Linked DNA regions of Bombyx mori: region 2 is linked to region 1. Evidence: chromatin contacts called from public Hi-C data. All regions are on one chromosome and are shown on one strand. Each heading gives the region's core, a stretch centred on a gene start, on an enhancer-like site or on the middle of the called end of the contact. The rest is flanking DNA. Distances are from core to core; before and after follow the strand shown. Region 1 overlaps LOC101742414 (rap1 GTPase-activating protein 1). Region 2 overlaps LOC101742414 (rap1 GTPase-activating protein 1).

Region 1 (5,372 bases), core at 1,575-4,074:
GAAGGTCAAAGGAAAAGTTTATTTTTAATCTGAAACTGACAGAAACGACTTGTTCTTTGTTAACAGAATTAACATATTTGTTTAAAATTTTGAGATTGAAATAATAGAAAATCTAAATTTTTACCAATACTGATTTATATACGAGCACCTAAAGTAGCTATATAATAACACTGTAACACACACAAGTCTATACTAATATTATCTATACTAATATTATATCTATACTAATATTATATCTATACTAATTTATAAAGAGGAAAGATTTGTTTGTTTGTTTGTATTGAATAGGCTCCGAAACTACTGAACCGATTTGAAAAATTCTTTCCCTATTTGGAAGCTACACTATCCCCGAGTGACATAGGCTATATTCTTTTATTTTTTAAATTAGGGATCCTTACTAAAAATCCAATAATGTAACCCAAGGTGTAAAAAAAGTACCTAAAATATTATTTAAATCGCGTGAGCGAAAACTATTGATGATAGAATAAAATAATGTACTATGACTTTGTAGAACACATTATTACTTACAAAAAGTGTCGCGACAGCATAATTATGTCTAACTACCCTAGTTATGTCACAATAAGTGTTATTTTATTTAAAAAAATGAAACAATGTCAAATATCACTTACCGGGAAGCTCTGACTCAACAAACTCAATGGCTTTTGTTTTGTATGTATAACCTTTTTACGAAAATTAGAAAAATAATAAAAAATAGGAAACAATATAATTTAAATGAAAATAAAAGTTCATTAAAATAATAATATATTTAGAATATTTCTTTTAGTAACTTGACGCAAGTACAAGGGTTGATGTGTGTGTATTATAATTATTTATTATGAAATGTTTGTTAACACCCGAGCGAAGCCGGAGCGGGCTGCTAGTTAAAAGATAAACGTACGGAAGACAAGAACATCTGCCAATCAAATTTATTGCTTTTACAAAACACCCTTCGAACTAAATAAGGCTAAGTCGAAACACAAACAATCGTTGATTGAACCGGCACTGGTTCTGTATAAAGCTGGGGAGATTTCATTCGGAAACTCATTATCTTGACCGTAGGGCATAAGTACAACGGTACAAGAGCAAAGGGACCCGATGAATGGTCAGTTAATTGACACATAAATCGCGGGGACGCGCGTAATTATAACAAAGTTTTGTTATCGACCGACAGATGGAGCTGTCTGTCGCATGGCGTTTTGTTTATGCAATATTATTACCGTATAATTCTTCGAAACGGTTCTCTTGAATTTTTTTGCTGTCATTATTATTTATGACACCGCATTGAAAATTTTGAGTGTTTGTTATACTTATGAAGTATGCATCGAAAGGGTTAAGTGAACAATATTATTTTAAAATACCGTTGACATGGTCGCTGTATATTGATGTAAATATATGTATGTTTTACTTTCGTTTAGTTTTCATCACAGTTTTTCAATTAGCAACGCGTTTTAATAATATTATTACGTCTATATCACGGGTAATATAAATAAAAAAAATGCATCACCCATTAAGTACAAATGAATAGAAAATTCAAACACATCTCCACTAAATATACTTTATAAAATGTAAACGAACCTAAATAAAGCTTAAAGAGAAGAAAACAAAATAAAACAATGTTCAAGTTTCAGACCAATATTTGTGTATTTTATTCGCCAAGTCCTAACGAACTGTATTGTTGGAATCTTCAACGCATTGGATTTGGCGTCGGGCTATTTATTCGGGGTTCATAAATAAGAATAAAACGTGTTTGAATAAACTTATAATGATGATAAAAAATATTGATCATTTGCCTCTGTAGAGGCCGCTTACAAGACCACTAAGTTATGTCCTATACCTAGATGTTACGATCTTCACATTCCCGATCCTGCGAACAGAATGGAATCAGTCGACGTCGCCCAAAACACGTCATCTCGGATCCTCCCGATCCACTAACGGTGCTTCTAGGTACTTCAAGCACCGGTCACCGTTCTCGTCGAACCCGTCGCTTGCGACGAAGGGCTCGACGAGTAAATTAACTCCCAGACACAGCCCACTGAGTTTCTCGCCGGATCTTCTCAGTGGGTCGCGTTTCCGATCCGGTGGTAGATTCTGCGAAGCACGGCTCTTGCTAGGGTTCGTGTTAGCAACGTCATCAGGTTTGAGCCCCGTGAGCTCACCTACAAACGTTAGGGTTACGCTGAAATAGCCTCTCAAGGCTCTCAGCTTAGGTAGGAAAAAAAAAACGATCTTCTAGTAATTGAATCTTGAAATTTAAAAACATCTTTCCGAGTGTCATCGTGGAAACTTATTATTATAATTAAAATATTTTTGATTTCGTCTCATTTTGCATATTTTTTTTCCTACCTCAGCTGATAGCCTTGAGAGGCTATTTCAACGTAACCTTAACTAGTAGGTGAGCTCACGGGGCTCAAACTGGAGTGATGCTAACACTGACCCTAGCAAGAGCAGTGCTTCGCAGAATCTACCTCCGGATCGGAGACGCGACCCACTGAGAAAATCCGGTGAGAAACTCAGTGGGCCATTTTGCACCATAAATTGGCATTTGCTATGGCTAAATTATATTCTAATTTAATTTGTTCTTTATTTTTTCATAGAAAACTTACGTAGTTTTTATACATTCAAATACCAGTATATTGGCTGATAATAATGATGTTGAATGTTGCAAACTTAAATAATGGAAACGATTTAAATATTTAAAAAAACACATTTCATAAGGGAATATTACTTAGGTATCTAAATAATAATTTCATAATAACAATCAAAAATGAAAAATAGTTTATAATGACATCTAGCGTTGCATTAACGTACTAAAAATGGATTCAAGATAGTTTGTAATTCTGTCAACAGGCGGCAGCACGTGTCGGCGCCATGGAGCTCTTCAACAGCGGCGGGTACTCGTGCTCAACACGAGTTATTTGAGCTACTTGAACGAGTACAGTGTTCGCGATTAGACGATCAAAGGGCAGTACTTCCACCATATTTTTCTCAGGTAAGAACAGCTATGTTTGTTTTAAACTTCCGATGAAGTTTAGTAGTTTCTAAGCCTGCCATCTGTGAGCAATTTTATACGACTGTAGTTTATTAAAGGTCGCTAGATGGCACTGTAAAATATAGTTTTAAATTGTTCAATAATTTACTAGATGGCTCTCTTGTAGTTAACCTAAAACTGTTTATGAAAACGATGAAAATTTTTTTTAAAGATATACATTAATATTATGTTGTATTCTGTAGAATTGTGGATTACGATTATAAGATATTTTTTTTCTGGAATATAATACAGCGTGTAAATATAAAGTTTTTATATTTGTGGATTAGTGTACCAATTTCCCGCCGGGTAGGTGAGCTCATAGGCTCAACCTTAAAGAATTTACCAACACTAGACCTAGCAAGTTCCCACGAATACCCACAGTATTTTGTTTGGAAGTGTATTCGCTTGATTTCTGATATTAAATTTTTAAACCATTTTTTTTAATTTGCGTAAAAAAAATTAAAAGGCTCCTATTGGTCCAAATGTCATATTAATAACATAATAACAATCTCTATATTTACAATCATTTGAACAATTTGAATTAAGTTTCTCAAATAAAACCATAAAAAATATATGTATTTTGCGTTATGACTCTGTGGGCTTCCACAACGTGAATTCCATCACTCGCCTGAGCTGAAGTCTCATTTGTATTATATAACCGCTATCCCACCATTCCAACCGAAAGAGATGGTAGATAGACAGGATGGTGGTGCATATCCGTGCGGGCTTAAAACACGGCCTGCGATCAGAAAGGGAAGAACCACAATTTCAAGGGTCAACAGTCAACAAGTTCGTTAACTCGAAATAATCGCCGGAAACGCGATGGCTAGTGTAAGGACCGGATGCCGGAGACAGGGGTGGCAAGCAGAGCGTATCACTCAAGAACCACGGCCGTGAAGACGCTGAGAGAGTTGCTGTGGGTTTTCTTTGTATTTTTGTAAAAGACACATCCTTGTATGAATGCTTTAATCAGGCCGACATAGCTTATGTTTTGAATACTGATGTTTCTGAAGACATATCTTCAATTTACTTAAATATTACTTATTGATATTATATTCTATATGAGCCTAGCTTCAAGACATGCGTTAAATTTGTAGTGGACCATTTGCTGAATAGGTCATCGTACAGAATCGAGATAAAAGTGGCCTCTAATCTTGTTCTTTTAGCCCTTATGCCACATTATATGGGATCGGCACAGCATGTCCACTGGTGGTAGGACCTCTTGTGAGTCCGCGCGGGTAGGTACCACCGCCCTGCCTATTTCTGCCGTGAAGCAGTAATGCGTTTCGGTCTGAAGGGTAGGGCAGCCGTTGTAACTATACTGAGATCGTAGAACTTATATCTCAAGGTGGGTGGCGCATTTACGTTGTAGATGTCTATGGGCTCCAGTAGCCACTTAACACCAGGCGGGCTGTGAGCTCGTCCACCCATCTAAGCAATAAAAAAAAGTCCCTTTGTTCTTTTCAGGCCTGTCATAAGTTATTTCATGTCTATCAAAGCCTCTTTCACTCAGTCCATCCCAGTCAAGTACGCCCCCTTCTCACATCACCGTCTATTTTCATACCCAGGGTATTTTTATCTACCTATACCATATTCTCTTCGCATAACATACCACGATGTTTTTTCATTCACTGGCACTCAATTCAGGCTTTCCCTAAAAGTAGCCTCTAATATGATTTGAGGAAGATCTCTACCGATGTCCGGTCCCGCTACAATTAAATAAACTATTGCGGATATTATAAGAAACAGAGGATTCAACCAAAAAGAAAATACTGAGCAAATACGTGCTCGTACCTCGTTGATTCAATATGAACCATAAATTGAATTTAAAATTGTATCCATATATTATTACTTTATAGAGAACATCAGAGAAACCTTACTTTTAAAAGAATGTAATACTAAAATAGTATATATTTTTATAAACGTCAATGACCGTTTTAGTATTTTTCAAACTTATCACGCTTGTAGTCAATTAATAGTTCCCATATGAAATTTGTCAGAAATTTGTCTAGACATAAAAACGAACATAAAAAATAAAATTAATAAAATGGTTTGTATTTTTCTTTAAATATCTATATATTAATACGTGAAGCAAAAACTGTATCTATTTTCACGAAAATTGCGCGACGGAGGAGGATGAAATTTTCCACACTTATAGAGAATATTGAGAAGAAGTGCACAATGCTAATATTTTTTTTAAATAATGCATAAAAGATACATTAAATCAATAAAGAAAACATTACACACACTACATACCATGTATTTGACGCACACACGCATGCATACTATTTATTGTCAAACTTTTGTTCTTGACGTCTGTTGTCAAATTGAGAATAGATTAAAT
Region 2 (5,126 bases), core at 1,216-3,715, 160 kb after region 1:
ATTTACGTTGTAGATGTCTATGGGCTCCAGTAACCACTTAACATCAGGTGGGCTGTGAGCTCGTCCACCCCTCCATCTAAGCAATAAAAAAGCAAAAAAAGTATAATTAAAATAGATAATATAATCACTAATCGTACATCAAAATCTCTAGTATCATTTATATAAAAAAAAAAGTAGCAACTTGTACACTTATATCGTAGGAGCCATATTATTGTGCAAGGTAGTGCGATTCTTAACGGTTCTTCAAACATATTATTTTTTTAACAGACCTGGCAGAATGAAATCAAGAACTTACGCGAAAGAGAAATATCTCTGCAAGCCGAGTTGGCCGCCGCGGCGAGGGAAGTCCGAAGGCTCAGAGAGCAACAACAGTCACTAAGCACAACCATCCCGAACCCTTCGCCACACGATTCCACGGCCTAATACGAACTTTGAGCCGAAGCCGCAAGGCTCAAATTAACAAAATCAACCCAACTCAAAAGGTGACGTGATTATTTATTAGATCTGATTGTGAGAAATGATTAGTTTAAACTGATACCTATATTATTATTGTCGTAGAATTTTTTGAAAGTCGATCATCGTAATAGATAAATATATCGGTGTCAAAACTTAATAATATTTATAGATACATGTTGTTCTCTCTTCTGTGTTGTGTGATTCATGTTATAGAAAAATATATCGACTTGATTTCTGGCAATCTTTATATACTTAGTTCAATGTTTCATCAATAGATGTCGTAATATTTCCGAATTTTAAAATTGTATTCTATGATTGTCTTTGCGTAAAACTATGCTTCGAATACAATTATATTATATTGTAGCTCGTTTCCGAGTACAAGAAAAGTATATTATAAAAATAATCTGTAGCATATGTAGAGAGAATGTGATTCGAATCTTTTATATGTTGTTATACGAAACAAGATTGTTACTATGTCTATAATCTAAGACAAATGCTTTTTGTAAACGTTGTGATAATTAAGCTTACTTCAAATTCATGCCGTTTAAAATTAAAAACCCAACAACTTATACAAATATTATATTTTGCACTCACACTATTATCAAATACGTTTTTATTCACTGTAATATTTTATGTATTTTGAAAAGACCGCTTGTGTTCTTCAACTTTTATTCTCGACTGCGGGAATGAAGACAGGTTATATTTATTAGTTAAGATCCATATAGAATCTTGATTTTTACCAATATTTCAAACGCTATTACTGTTCCACTACACACTTCAGTTTTCCTAAAATGTATATCACGCTCATATCTACAAATACTAATTTAGAAGAAGCGTAGTTCGTTCATTCATAGTTCATTATTATAAATTGCGAGCGTTAGATGTTAGAAGAAATTTATTAGTACTGAATTATTAAGTGAAAACTTTATGACGTCATATGTGGTGTTTTAGAAATTTCAATGACTCTTAGTTTTGACATAGTTTGACTTATTTACATGATTTCCCAGTACATATTTGTACGTAGAAGTACGCATTTGCAATTATTCTTTTGGTATTGTGCAATCTTCTGTTCTTTGGGTAATTTAGCATAATTTAAGTATACCGGTTAATGTACATATATGGCGACTGGACTATTGATTTCAATAAGAAAAGCAGTATTTTTTTTTTTCATAATTTATGCTTCGATTTAAGTTCGTTTTGAGTGTTCGTTTGATTACGTTTTGTTGTTTATAATTAATATTTTATACCAAAGCTAACATTCCCCACTAAAATAGTGTAGGTTTTTTTTTTCTAGAACCAGTATTCAAGGTTTGATTGATGGACGTATGCTAACACAATTTCTAAGTTTACATTTAGCCTCGTAAATAAATGTATTCTTTTAGATATTTTGTTCGAATGTTGATTTAATAGTTGATTGTAACTAACTGTTGATTCGTCTTCATTTAGACCTAAACCAAATATTGAGCGCGGAGCGTTAGAAAAGTAGTTTTTAAGAGATACTATTGAAATATATGAATAGTTACATCCTAAATAAATGTTGTTTTATTTAACGTCCAGTGCCTTTAACAAGTGCCTTTCGTCTGTATATTGCTAGATGGTGCTACTGTGCTGTTTAGTAGTGTTGATATGTGCCAAGAGATGGCTCTCTCTACAGCTTAGTGTAATTATTTTATAATAATAATTAGAAATAATTCTTTTTTTATTTATTTTATTTTTATAAATAATTTTTTTTACTAACAATCATGCCACGTTAACTGGTCCTGTGATAAGTTCTTGTAGAACTTGTGTTACAGGTACCAGATAACGGATATAAATGTAAGATTTTTATTATACACATACATATATTTAATATACATCCATAACCCTGGAAAAGACATTTATATTAAATTTATCATACAAATATCTTCCCTTGGCGGGATTCGAAGCCGCGACCCCCTTGTGTAGTGACCATGTCACTTACCACTACACCAGACGGCCGTTAAATGGTTAATGGAAGTGACTGTGACTGTGAAAGGTTTCTTTTAGTAGTAGCGCGTAAGCGCGTAAGTGCAATTTCCTCTTTCGAGATAATGGTTAGAAACTGAATCTTTGATCACGTCGTGATAAAAATGCATCATGATTGTTGTATTTAGAGATACCAATCTAGACTAAAAAATGTCCATTGTGATTCGGAGGATTAGTATTTGAGGATTAGTATCATTCGCGACTCCGCTATAGAGCCCTAATATTGTAATGAACAAAACATTTCATAATACGTTAACATGAAATTTTGAGAAATAGCTCCATCTGTGCAGCTCAGTATTAACTGGGTAAATTTCTAGGACAAACCCTAATAGTTATTTTAATTTTTTATAGGTGTCGCTTTTCACAATTACAATTCCCAGTTGAAAAACAAAAATAAGAAAACCCGAAGATGCTATAACAGAAAATGGGAAATACAATGGCGTTACAGAATACATCCTAATTTTAAATATAAAACAATGTCGAAAACTTTGTTTTGTAAGATTGAAAAAAATAACATTGCTTCGAAAAGCACAAAATATTCAGTTTATAAAGGATTCAAAAATTAATATAAAAGCGACGTGGCAAATCATCTAAGCAATAAAAAAAAGCATAAAAAAATCCGTTAACAATAGAAACACGCACTCTTTCCATGGGAACATTTTTCACTGTCAATCGTACGGATTATTTTAGGGACTCCAAATTATCATGGCGTTTAGAGCAAGCCGTACTCTCTAAAACTAACCATAAATCATAATCCAGCGGATTAAGATCGGGACAAGACGACGACCAGTCTTCAGGTCTGAAGTCCGAAACGTTCGTTTCCAACCAAGACTACGTAGACCGAGCTTTATGACCTGGCGCCGAGTCTTGCTGGAAGGACCATTCTTGATTATTGAACATGGTGTTGTTAAGGGGCTTCACTACCTTCTCAATAATGGTATCTTGATACACTTGTGCCGATGTTTTGATACCTTTTTCACAAAAGTTTGGCTCAGTCACTCCTTCATAGCTAATACCCCACCAAACTATCACTGAAGTCGGATAGTGCCCACGTTGCGTACCGCTTCAGTAGTTGTTTCGATTTTACCACCCTATTCTCTTTTAAATTATCAGTTAAGAAATGACCAGTACGTCTCTTATAGGGTGCAAGTCCTAAGTCATCTTTTAAAATACGCGACATGGTTCTAGGTGCTATCTTCATCTCCCGAGATAAAATCTTTTACTTTCAGACAGGATTTCTTCGAATTCTTTCCCTTACTGCTTTGACCACCTTTTTCGTACGAACACTACGTGGACGGCCAAATCTTTTTCTGTCACAAACAGAAGAGGTCTCATTGCACCTATTAATAGCCCGGTACACAAACATTTTACTAATACCAAGCGTATGGAGAGTTTTAAAAATTGCATTTGGCTCCATACCTACTTTGTGTAATGCAATCACAGCGATTGGGTTCTCTTTATCACCCCACTCCATTTTAATATCGCAAAATATTGTACAATGAATGTATTGGCGCCAAAATGAGAAAACTCAATGAGCAATCATGTAAAAATGACAGATTCCAAATTCAAATGTAATATTTTGTTTATTTTTAATTGTAACAGCATTTATGGCCAGACTAAATATATACGGTACATACACCAATATAACATTTTTTAAATTTTTTATCTGTCTGTCTGTTTGTTCCGGCTAATCTCTGGAACGATTGGACCGATTTTGAGTAACTTAGGCTATTTTTTTAGACTAGCTTCGTCCCGCGGCTTCAACCGCGGTACGACAATAGCCGCGGGTAATATCGCGGGACTCAGCTATCAATAATAAAATTTAATGTTTCCGAAGCGTAGCGAGGGCGGGTCGTTATAACACTATCTACGTCTCGCGAAAACCGAAGAAAATACTATAACAAATCTTTATATTGAAGGGAATGCTTCCTGGTAATCTTAAAATATCTATTGTTAAACTTCTGTGCAAAAAGGTACCGAACAAACAATAACTTTTTAATGTTCATGTCAAACTCTATAAAATATGCACTTTTATACTAACTGTCCATAGGGTTAGTATCGTAAAGTTTTCCTCCAGCAGCAATGAGACAGCTCATAATTCTTGATAGTAAAACCTTACAAAGATACGAGATATCGCTGACTATAAATCTAAACTTTACGCTACTTTGTTCGAATCTATATTCTCATAGGCTATTTGATACATATACATATTATAACACCTTGTATTAATTTGCTATTTGAATTTTAGTAATAATTTTGGAACGTATTCACTCCGGGTTTTGAAATTCGCACCCACAATATTTTCGTTATTAATATGGAATTTTAAAATATTATGTTGCTTAAAGTAAACATTTAAATTTGCTTTCAACAATATTTAGAAGAAGTTTGAAGAAAAAAAGTTTTAGAAAAATTTATCATTTTGAACAAGAAAACTAGAAAAAAAAGAAAAGAAAAAAAACACGGATATAATCTTTTCTATTAATCCAATCGTTTTTTTTTATCTGCTATACATAGTTAATGAAATAAATATTTCGTTTCTAGCCAAATCTTTTTCAATTTCGTATAGTCAAAAGTATTCTATTTCAATTTAGTCTATCTAGTCAAAGTATTGCACTTAAATGTAGTGCCGTGTGCAAAGAGTAAATGTTCTTAAAACGTAACTGAAA

The links. A called contact is a pair of places that touch in the nucleus more often than the background predicts.
Region 2: a Hi-C map of midgut shows a contact between it and region 1, with 2.6 times the contacts expected there. The contact joins two enhancer-like sites. A contact is called at or near these places in 2 of 7 Hi-C or Micro-C datasets (midgut and whole pupa).

Annotation. Positions count from the first base shown.
Region 1 is chr3:6,620,802-6,626,173 of ASM3026992v2, forward strand. LOC101742414 (rap1 GTPase-activating protein 1) reads left to right here. Exons shown (of 15, transcript XM_062675431.1): 3 at 2,848-2,989. Among protein-coding and RNA genes, the nearest start is that of Mir3237, 43 kb to the right of the region's middle. Within about 2 kb of position 2,825, at least 8 of the 8 cell types and tissues checked have open chromatin away from gene starts, as enhancers often do.
Region 2 is chr3:6,784,121-6,789,246 of ASM3026992v2, forward strand. LOC101742414 (rap1 GTPase-activating protein 1) reads left to right here. Exons shown (of 15, transcript XM_062675431.1): 15 at 268-1,991. The coding sequence ends at 423. Among protein-coding and RNA genes, the nearest start is that of LOC110386177, 81 kb to the right of the region's middle. Within about 2 kb of position 2,466, at least 5 of the 8 cell types and tissues checked have open chromatin away from gene starts, as enhancers often do.